Regions from separate parts of the Rattus norvegicus genome. Here region 1 is linked to region 2. The links are chromatin contacts, called in public Hi-C maps. All regions are on one chromosome and are shown on one strand. The core of a region is the stretch at or near the end of the contact, and the rest is flanking DNA. Distances in the headings are between cores, read along the strand shown. Region 1 has its middle 110 kb from the start of Ptmal4. Region 2 has its middle 56 kb from the start of Ptmal4.

Region 1 (6,051 bases), core at 881-3,380, 50 kb after region 2:
CTGAATTATCAAAGGCATTTTAAGATTAACTGGAGTGTATGTGTGTGTGTGTGTGTGTGTGTGTGTGTGTGTGTGTGTGTGTGTGTGTGTGTCTTTCATCTGTGGATCCCAGGGAACTTAGGCAGGGGCTGGTCAGAGTTTAAAGTGGGATAGCAAAAACTACACGCTGCAAAGTCCCACTATTCTTTGCCAGTTTGCTGCTATTTACCCCTCTGTGTATTGTACTTCCTTTGGTGTCCCAAACAAACTAATCCACCCATCTTTCTTTCTATGCTGGTTGTAAAGACTCAGAGGAGATTTCAACTAACTTTTCCTCCTGCACTGATTTGAATCATACAAAATCTAGTTTAAGATGCCACTAAGATATTTTGTGCTAACCGTGATATTTTACTTTTTTTTTCTATACCTAGGGACACAAAGATGATTCACTGTTACCTCAATAAACTGACCTTGCAGAACATTCCAATGATTGGCCAGAATTCTGAATGTAGGCCTTTGATGCATGCATAATGCACACAACTAAATACATTCTTAAAAGTGTGCTGTTAAATACTGTCTTAGTCAGGCTTTCTATTCCTGCACAAACATCACGAACAAGAAGCAAGTTGGGGGTTTATTCAGCTTACACTTCCACATTGCTGTCCATCACCAAAGGAAGTCAAGACTGGAACTCAAGCAGATCAGGAAGCAGGAGCTGATGCAGAGGCCATGGAGGGGTGTTACTTACTGGCTTGCTTCCACTGGCTTGCTCAGCCTGCTCTCTTATAGAACCCAAGACCACCAGTCCAGGGATGGCACCACCCACAATGGGCTGGGTCCTCCCACCTTGACCACTAGTTGAGAAAATGCCTTACAGCTGGGTCTCATGAAGGCATTTCCACAACCAAGATTCATTTTTCTGTGATAACTCCAGCTTGTGTCAAGTTGACAAACAAAACTAGCCAGTACAGATTCTGCGCATTTCTGTAGGTGGAAGAGACAAGAATGAGCAGAAAAGAGAACCAGGGAGAAAGAGGACCAAAGGATATGGTTTCCTTAAACTTGTAATAATGGCATGGGGTGGGGTTGAGGGGGGAGTAACTTAGTAGAGAGAGGTGGAGTAGATGAAGACGTGATAGTATAATACTGATAAAGTCTAAAAACAGCCAAGGGGGTTGGAGAGATGGCTCCCTGGTTAGAGCACTGTCTTCTCTTCTAGAGGACCCAGGTTCCTTTCCCAGCACCCACATGGTGGCTTACAATTGTCACTAAATCAAGTCCCAGGTGATCTGATGCCCTCTTCAGGTCCCTCTGGGCACTGCTGTGTATCCCAAGCTGGCATGGAATTCAAGTGAGTCCTCCTTTCTCTGCCTCTGGAGTTCTGGAATTTTAGGTATGGATCCTCACAACCAACAAGATGGCAGGGTTAAACTACTACATTCAGGGATTATTTCCTATATGGAAGTAGTTACTGGAACACGAGATATAGACAGGGTCATGGACAAAATAACAATTTAACGTTTTCTTTATTTTCTTTACTCTATAATCTGTAATATTCATTCCATAAAATGAGGAGGTGGGAATTAATTCATAGAAGGCAGAGAGAGAAAAGGGTCACAGTGAAAAGTACACGTTGTCATTCTCTACTTGTGCCAAGCTAACAAGAGAATGCAATTTGAGGTGAAAAGGAAACGTAAGAGTTAAAACAGTATAACCAGGAGTGCTGTAGATGAGACAAAGATGCTTGCAGCTAGATATGAGGTAGGCAAATGGATCTGATAAGAGACAAACAGGCTCTGAGAAGGCCAATTACAGAAGAATGGCTGGCTAGCTTCCACGTAACCTTTCCCCTTTGGGAAGCACAAGCTAGGCACCACTGCTTAGTCCATAGCTTTGAGTTTTTGCTTCTATGCAGATATAATAAACTAAGTTGTATGTAAGAATGATATCTAGCAAGGACTGCTCCCTTTCAGAAAAGAGACCCCAGTCCATCCTGTTGAAGATAAAAACAGAACCCAAAACATTACTTCCTGGTTACCAAGAGAACAGAGAGATCTCTGTATAATTAGCAACATTTGGAACACCTGCAAGGTCAGAGGATCGTAATCCTGGCCAATTGACTAACAGTTCAGGTCAACAGCTAACAAGGTACAAGTCAGAAGTGAGCAGAGAGAGGCTTCGACTGACTACCCTTGACTGGGTGGGTGGAGCATAAACAGCCCATGACAATCTTCCTGTTTGCCCAGGGAACCAGGCCTAGAGTATATGGGTCCTCCATTGGCTCAGTCCATGATAACCCAGAGAATTAACCAATCTCAAGAGAGATGACCTCTGCTTTGTCCAGTTTCTGCCAACACCCTAAAAAGCCACCAAACAAAGAAGTTCAGCAGCCTTTCCCTCTCTTTGGAAACCTCTCTCAGCTCCTGGGAATTTCCTTCACTTTTCTCCAGACTGTCTTGACCCACCAGCAGCTTCCAATAATGACGCAGAGACTTGTGTTTATTACGAAGCTTAGGCCTTAGAGCTTAGGCTCACTCCCAACTAGCTCGTATGACTTAATTAACCTGTTTTTGTTTTGTTCTCATCATGCCCCACGACCTGCTTCCTCTCCTTCAATACCAGCGCATATTTCTTCTTCTGTGTTCGTCTGATGACTCTTCTATGCCTGATTCTTTCCCAGAGATCGTTTCTTGGCCTGGAAGTCTTGCCTTTCTGCCTCTGCCCTGCTATAGACCATCAGATCTGCAGGTGATGCTTCTTAGAAAGAACAATTCCAAAGTCCAGATAGAACTGAGCAGTCTGCTGGTGCAGAAATCAGGCATTTGAAATAATACAAAGACAACCTTTACATAGTGCACAAGAAGATTATTCAAGACCTTGGCTTCTTATTTTTTTTTTTACTTTCCTATAATAATGCTTAGTAAAACTTACTTCCAGTCTGCAGACTCCGGCGAAAGTCCATGCCTTTAATTTTCATTGGCATGAGACAATCAACTTTGGAGCCATAGTCTCAGGTTGGTCTTCAATGATGGTAAGTATTTAATCCTTTAGATTCTTGGGTCATGCTCAATTTGGATGTAAAAGTCTCCTTCATCCCAGAATCCTGCATGGTAGAAAAAGTGTTCCAACCAGCAAGGCAAAGGATGCTGGTTTTATTTGGGGGAAAAGGTGAACATTTTTTTGCAATAATTTTAAAATGGACTCATAATAATTGCCCAATTTTGGGGCTAAGATTGGTAATTTCAAACTTACTTTCTCACTAAGATGAGGACAGGGAAATATACGCCTAAGAAATAATCGATTGGTTAACATGAGGTTATGTTTGGTGGTAAGGACAAAAGGTAGTGGGGACTTCGTAATCATGCCAAATGAAACTGGCCTTTTGGGGAAGTTTTCCTGTTATCTCTGTAACCTCTATCACTTGGAAGGTCAAATAAACAGCCTTGTTTTACTTGGTGAGGAGGCAGTTTAGTGTGAGTACCTCCATTTTGATTTCTAGCCAGGTCTTCTGGGCTCACCTTCAAAAACTTAGGGCAAACAATGGACTTCTGTACTTTCTACAGAACAGCAGTGTACATATTTTCACTGTGTTTACTGTTTAGTAAAGTCCTCTGAATCAGAACTATGATCATAACTACTATCGTGCCAGATAAACTAGCACAAGGACAGCTAGAGAGGTGTGAGTAGCCTCTCTAGTGATGATGAAATGTGAAAAAAGATAATTTCTGAGAGCAGTGGTACAGTGTCACCAAGGAAATGGATTGTCCTAAAAGCAGAATTTTAGTTCCCAGAGATCACTGCAAATAGACTTACATTCTTAGCTTCGTTCCTCACAACCAACTGCACTTGGTGTGGGAAGCCTGCTGCCCAACTGGGGCTGGCCCACGCCTTACAGGAGGAAAGCCACGAAGTTTATAGAAAAAGTATAGTAAGATTTCCAGGCAATGGGGCAAGAAGCCATCTCTGCTGCTTTATACACATGAGGCTTTTATGTTGTGGGCACACACAGACACACATGCACACACATGCACACAAGGGCTCTGTGCAGCTGGCAGTGGGCAGGTCTTCCTGGTAACTGAAAAGTCATTGTTGCTGGAAGAAAAGGGAAAGGACATGCTTCTAGTGAGGTTTGTCTTCTGTGGCAAAAATGTGAGGAACTTGGCAGACTTCCTAAGAAGATGATGGTTCATGCTGTAATATAGGAACGAATAATCCCCGCCAGATTCAAGAACTGAAAGTGAGAAATTCTGACTCAGGAGCCCTTCCCTCCATAGGAAAGGTCCAGCATGAAAGAGAACACAGCCAATTCTGTCAGTACCTGGCCAGTAAAGTTGTGTATGGATAGTATTTGAAATATCTGATAGCATTTGAAATGATTGTTTTGACTTTTTCCCTTTGTTTGAGGTATCTAGCCAATTAAATCTTAGCCCGTCCACAAACAATTACTGGGAAGTTGACCCCAGATGTTCAGTGGACATGGAAATTTCAAGAGATGATATTCTACATCTGTAGTAAGCGTATCACTTCCATTCTGCACTCAGGATCTGTTTACCCAGTCACTGGTCCATATTTAAAATAGAAGTATCAGGCTTCCTTTCTCTCGCCCTGAAGCCAGGGAATGTGCACTGAAAGTTGCTGTAAGGTGTCCTGATCTCGTCAGTATGTTTACTGATTACCAGACACCCTCAATTACTGATACAGCCAAAGTTCGGACAGGCTCATGTTGACATGCTATGGAAAGTCCGTTAGCATCAACCTGGTTGTACTTGCCACTATATAATTCACTTTTCCAAGAGAGAGGTATGAACATATTTTTGAAGTTATAGCTCAATTATTACATTTCTCCATACTACTTCTCCCCACCATAATTCACTTTTAATAATAATTTTATGTATTCTTTTATACCGTGTATATTTATCATGCCCTTCCACCATTACTTTGCCCCAACAGCTTCTTCACCCCCACTGTCTTCCCAGTGTCATGTCCTCTGGGTTTGCTGTTGTTTTTGTTTGGTTTTGATTGGTTGGTTTGGTTCTGTTGCATTTTGTTTTGTTTTGTTTTAATTATTGATAACCCCTCTAGTTTAATTAGTGTTGCCCACATGCATGTAAGTGTGGGCTTATCCACTGAGACCTGGCCAACCTACTAGCAGCCATGTCCTCAAAGGAGATGACTCTGCCTTCCTCAGCCACCATTGACTGTCAGTTCCTCCTCCACCACGATTGGGGCATCCAGGACCCCACCCTTTGGATTGTGACAAGCTTGATATCGTCTAAGTCTTACGCAGGCCATCACAGGTGCTGTGAGCCGACAGCCGTTGTGTGTATGACAACCTGTCACCTTACATCTCTTCATCTGCTGACTCTTGCAGTCTTCATGCTCACTTTCCTGGATGGCCCTTGAGCTCTGTGTGGAGGAGTATAAATATAGACAATTCTTCCAAAGTCTCGCGATGACTTCTACTAATATCGGAGCTGTTAATACTCTTATTAACAGCTACATAGTGGGTTTGCCACAGAGGGTTAAAATTAGGGAAACAGTTTCCTTCAAAAAAAACAGCTACAAATAAACAAACAAAATCTTCAGTAATAAACCTAGCCAAGGATGAAAGGCATCTATGGTAAAAATCTTAGGATACTGAAGAAAGAAAGTAATGAAGACGTCAGTAGTCGGGAAGACTTGATGGATTGGAAGAATTAATCTTGAGATAATGGTCATTTTAACAACAGCATTCTGTAGGTTCATTGCAATTCTAATTAAAATCTATGAACCATTCTCCTCAGACATAGAAAAATAATCTCAAAATTTATATAGCAATACAAAAATTCCAATGATAGCCAAAGAATCTTTAATAAAAATGATACTGCATAAGGTAACCCCTTACCTGATCTCAAATACTACTACTAACCATACCAACATAGACAGCATGGCACCCATGCATAAATAGACTCACAGACAAGTAGAACAAAACATAGGATCTAGATATAAGTGTGTATAGCTACAGCTGCCTGATTTTGGAAAGAAACACAAAAATATACATTGGAGAAAAGATGACATCTTTAACAAATGGTG
Region 2 (5,293 bases), core at 392-2,891:
GAAAGTAGGCTAGTTGACAGGTTAGGGGTTCTAGAATCACCCAGGCACCCTATGTTCTCTCCCAGCGACTGAAATGTCTGTTATTTCTTCCCATTTCCTCTTCCTCCTCCCCCTCCTCCTCTCCCACCTCCCCCAACCCTTCCCATTTTCCCTCCCCCTTCTCCTTCTCCCCCTCCCTCTCCTCCTCCTCTCTGCCATCTCTTCCACTTCCAACTCCTCTACTCCTCTGTCCCCCCTCTAAACATACTAGGCACGCAGGCGTGTTTGCGTTTGTTGCTTTATTGCCTTTTTTCTAAGCCACAACTGCTTAGTGCCTGGGATGTCCGTCATTTCTCACCTGGGTTTACACCAAGCCCAGTCAGCTTGGCGAGGTCCCCCTCTCCCTGGTATAGAAAGGGTTCATGTCACCCAAGCACCTGTGCCTATGAAGGGAGAAAACAACTGCTCTCCCCCTCCCAGCAATGGACACCTTTGTCTTTTATAAACACAGAACCATAGCGCCCCTTTCTTCCCTCCCACCCCATTCTTCTGCGCGCTCCCTCTCCATTTCCTGTTCCGTTCCCACAATGTTGAATCCATCCTGCCTATAGGAATCCCCACTCCCACCCCCCACTAAATGCACCGGCTGCTTAATTTTCTAACATTCTTCCTTGGCTTTCAAGGGTTCACTTTTTTTTTTTTTTTTTTTTTTTTGGTATAATCTTTCATGGGGTTTAATATACATGGCTGGTTTCTTGATATGGGCAAGACAAAGGTATAGACTAACCTTACCTTGCTTCCAAAGTGGTACTGGGTTTTGCCTTGCACTGTGGGAAGGGATAGGTGGCTGGGAAGAATTTGACTACCCACCCCAGAGATTCGGGTGCAGTCGTGAACTCTGCCCTCTAGTGGGGAAAGAAGTGAAAAGCCACTGTCTTGGACCTCACCAAGTCTCTGTTCAAGCGGTGGCAAGACCAGATACTTCTACACTAACGGGAACCTCCTGAAGGAGGATACACGCTGTGGATCCTTGAGTCAATTCCATTTTGGACCTGGGCTTATCATTCCCAAAGGATCCACAGGAAGACGACGTTAGGATGGGATTTTCTCCTAAAGTGCTACTGACCCTCTGCCTCGTGGGGAGATGCTTCATGACCCGCTTCTGTGATAGAATATCTGAGATAAATCAACTTAAAAAACAGGTTTATGTGACTAACACTTTCAGAGGTTTTAGTGTACATTTGTGTCAGGTCCCAACTCCCCCAAATGACAATCTGGATTCAGCTTAGGATAACTTGGACCAGGTCAACACTTAGCATTCCTTAGAAATCTTGTAAAACGGGTTTCTGTTTGCCATGAGAGCCATTACTTCCTTGTATGCCCCTCCAGTCTCCAGAGAGTGCATTGAGTTCTCTACTAACTTAAACAGGTCCCCAGAGGATCAGAGACTCATGCTGGCTCCTGAGGTGCTCCAGCTAACCCACCCTCCGTGCGCTGCAACCCGTCTCCTTATATTTGGCAGGACTCTCCCAATACCCATGCTGTTTTCTCTGAAATCCAAGAGATAGTGGTTGAATAAACTGTTTCCCTTACCCACAGAGCTGTCTAATTTTGGTGGTTTCACTTCCCCTTCCCTTACAAGTTGATGACACACATTGGTTCTATGATGACGGGGGATATGGAGTCGGAAGCAAATGGCAGAAGCTGGAGTGGGATTCACCTCATAAGAGCTGAGGAGCAAAGAGACAGAAGAAAACGTTGTCCCCCTTAAGGACATAACAGCCTGACTTGTTTTCACTAGGCCCCATCCCTTAATGATTCTATTATCTCCCAAAAGTATCAGAGGCTGACGACCAAGACTTTAGCTCACAGCTATTTGCGAATATTGAATTTCCAAGCCATGAAAACAAGTAGAATTGAGAAGTTGATATTGCTTATACTGCAGGGTTAGCTGAGAGAAAAATCATGACGAACATTACATCCACAAGCATGAGAGCCATTGCCAAAATTTAAAACCCAAACGAGGGGCCAAATGGGCAAGGCTTAAATAGCTTCTTCGTACTGAGAGGCAAGAAGGAGGAAGCTGGGGGCAAATTTAGAGGTTCTCTGAGTTTTAAGGAGAGAGCAAGCCTGGAGAACCACAAATGGCAAGAGTTCCTCAGAAAGAGTAGCCATGATTCGGAAGTTTGCTTCTGCCTCGTGAAAAGTTGATTGCTCTTTGGCTGGTGAAACTTGAGTAAGTTTCAAGGTGACTTTGCTCCTCTTGGGTGACTCTGATTTGTAGACAGATAATGGAACTTCACAGACACCTCTCATTGCTCCACCCCCAAAGTTGCCTGCATGAGGATCTATTTTTTTTTCTGGGTCCCAACACTTCTGTCCTTGAACCAGGGTCCTTTCCTGCAGTTCTTCTGAATCTCAGATATTTTGATATCTCATGGGATCATTATTTACATCAACGATACTCCAGACAGTGATATTGGACCTTTCAAAAGGTGTTCCACTCAAATACCTGGACTTTGGACCCTGACACCTGCTGGGGAGTTGAATGTGTAAACAATGTAACCGTTGTTCAGTAATCTGCCCATGTCCCTTTGCAGCTGCTGTGAACATTTTCTCTGCATTATTTAGTATGTTTTTATTAATCGTGAGATCCCCTTAATACATTTAACTAATTTCTTGATATTGAACAATTGTGGTCATTTTTTAAATTTTCATGGCACCAATTAACACATTGATAAACACTCGTATAGCACAATCTTTTTAAAAATATCCTTCCAAATTGTGTACATTATAAATTATGCCATCATCATTTTCATTGCTAATATACAGTAGGTAATACCAGCATCTCCGATAGCCATTGTCTTAGCTAAGATCTTTATTGTTGTGATGTAACACCATAACCAAAAGTAACAGGCCAAAAGGGGTTTATTTTGGCTTACAGAGCCAGATCATAGTTCATTCCTGATAGAAGTCAGGCCAGGAACCCAACAAACAGCAGGAATCTAGAGGCAAGGGCTGATGCAGAGGTCATGGGGGGTGTTGCTTACTGGCTTGCTCTCTATGGCTTGCTCAGCCTGCTTTCTTGTAGAACACACGATCTCTGCCTGGGGCTGGCACTGCTCACAGTGATCTGGACCATTCCACATCAATAACCTATCAGGAAGAGGAACCACAGGCCAATCTAGTGGGGGCATATTCTCAGTTAAACTTCCCCCTTCCAAAATAATTCTAATTTCCATCAAATTGACAGAAAACTCCGCAGCACAGCCACCCTCAGCCTAGTCTGATGCTGTCATAGATGTAAAGGTAGATTTGTGTTTCTTCTTTTAAAAGATGCACCCTGGGGTAGTTGAATAAAATATATACACTGATGGTTCTATTTGTAAGGCCAGGAGAGGTGCACATATACTAATTAGAGAAACTTCTATGAGTCAGGATATTTGGGGGGAACTTGCTGAGCTTGGATAGAGTGCTGCATGGTTTTCTGTAACTGCCGCCTGGGTCCCCATAAGGACAAACCAGTCTGTTGGGCTATTTCCCTATTTCTCAGTGTTGGGCTGCTTTCTGGTTCTGCTAACATAAACAGTACTGTGTTGGTTCATTTCCTCCAGCACTTATTAAAGGTTTCTCTGGGAGAATCAGAGAAGTGGAATTGGGTCATAGAGGAGACATATATCAATTCATACTTTCAAATTACTCGCCCAAACCCACATCTACCAGAAATCAGTGGAGGTATGAGTATGTTTGCCTGTGTGTGTGCATGTATGCATGTGCATGTGTATTTTGTAACCTCACTCACAGTTTGTATGAGTGGCCTTTTTTTTGGCATCCTGATTTTTAAAAGTATCTTGTGTTTAAAAATAGTATTTTGTGTTTGTTTTTAATTCCTGCATCCAAGAATTTCATGAGATCTGGAGAGCTCACTGAATAATTCCTCACAGTGGGGTCTGCTCTGGGGATTAGAGTCCCTCAAACAAATACAACTTTCTACAAAGACTCTTTAGTCTCTCTGCTAGTCTCTCTACTAACACAAAATACCTGAGGAAGTCAACTTAAAAGAGAACAATGTTTTGGCTCCAACATTTAATCCACAGTTTTGGCTCCATTGCCTTTGGAGGCTGTGAAAAGATTGAGTGTAAAGATAGAAATCACACTGTGTAGCTCACACACCTGAGGGTGACAGGAAGAAGAAGAAGAAGAAGAAGAAGAAGAAGAAGAAGAAGAAGAAGAAGAAGAAGAAGAAGAAGAAGAAGAAGAAGAAGAAGAAGAAGAAGAAGAAGAAGAAGAAAGAAGAAGAAGAAGAAGAAGAAGAAGAAGAAGAAAGAAGAAGAAGAAGAAGAAGAAGAAGAAGAAGAAGAAGAAGAAGAAGAAGAAGAAGAAGAAGAAGAAGAAGAAGAAGAAGAAGAAGAAGAGGAGGAGGAGGAGGAGGAGGAGGAGGAGGAGGAGGAGAAGAAGAAGAAGAAGAAGAAGAAGAAGAAGAAGAAGAAGAAGAAGAAGAAGAAGAAGAAGAAGAAGAAGAAGAAGAAGGAGAAGAAGAAGAAGAAGGAGAAGAAGAAGAAGAAGAAGAAGAAGAAGAAGAAGAAGAAGAAGAAGAAGAAGAAGAAGAAGAAGAGGAGGAGGAGGAGGAGGAGGAGGAGGAGGAGGAGGAAGAGGAGGAGGAGGAGGAGGGTGAGAGGGAGGGAGAGAGAGAGAGAGAGAGAGAGAGAGAGAGAGAGAGAGAGGAGGTTCAAATAACTGTTCCAAGGATATGATCCCCACCATTAACTGCACTAGAGCCAGCTCTCTAAGCACTCCACCAGCTCCCAGTAGCACCATCAGCTGGGAACCAAACCTTTAACACAAATGCCAATAAGATCAAAGCCATACCGATGCTAATTGATCAGATGAATTATTGGATTCTGAGTGTTCACTGTGAAAGATCAGTGGATGATTATGTCACATAACAGGAGGCCCCAGATGCCTGGCTTCTCTCCTTAGGGAGCAGGACTACACACCATTTATAAGACACAACAGGACTTAGAGGCCCAGGAAAGGACACAGAGTTATGGGAGTTTTAAGGCAAAGTGCCTGCTCCAGCTTGGGGATGGTGGTCCCATGGGACTGTGTGCACCTACCTCCCTATCCCATCCCCTCCAATCCCCCATACCTCCCTCCCATCCCCTCCTCTCCCTCCCATCCTATCCTAATATCCTTACTAAAAGTAGGAGCCATGATGAAAGTCAGAAAAAGGAGGAGGAATAAATGTGGCACACTGAGAAGATGGACAGAGGATTCCAGTGAGGGCCCCCCCCCAGGCCCTTCTTCTTCAGCT

The links. A called contact is a pair of places that touch in the nucleus more often than the background predicts.
Region 1: a Hi-C map of liver shows a contact between it and region 2, with 2.8 times the contacts expected there. The contact joins two enhancer-like sites. A contact is called at or near these places in 3 of 12 Hi-C or Micro-C datasets (hepatocytes, kidney and liver).

What each region holds. Positions count from the first base shown.
Region 1 is chr16:52,131,176-52,137,226 of GRCr8, forward strand. No RefSeq gene overlaps it. Among named protein-coding and RNA genes, the nearest start is that of Ptmal4, 110 kb to the left of the region's middle. Within about 2 kb of position 2,131, at least 5 of the 93 cell types and tissues checked have an H3K27ac peak or open chromatin away from gene starts, as enhancers often do. A contact at or near this core is called in liver, where this site is marked.
Region 2 is chr16:52,081,845-52,087,137 of GRCr8, forward strand. No RefSeq gene overlaps it. Among named protein-coding and RNA genes, the nearest start is that of Ptmal4, 56 kb to the left of the region's middle. Within about 2 kb of position 1,642, at least 11 of the 93 cell types and tissues checked have an H3K27ac peak or open chromatin away from gene starts, as enhancers often do. A contact at or near this core is called in liver, where this site is marked.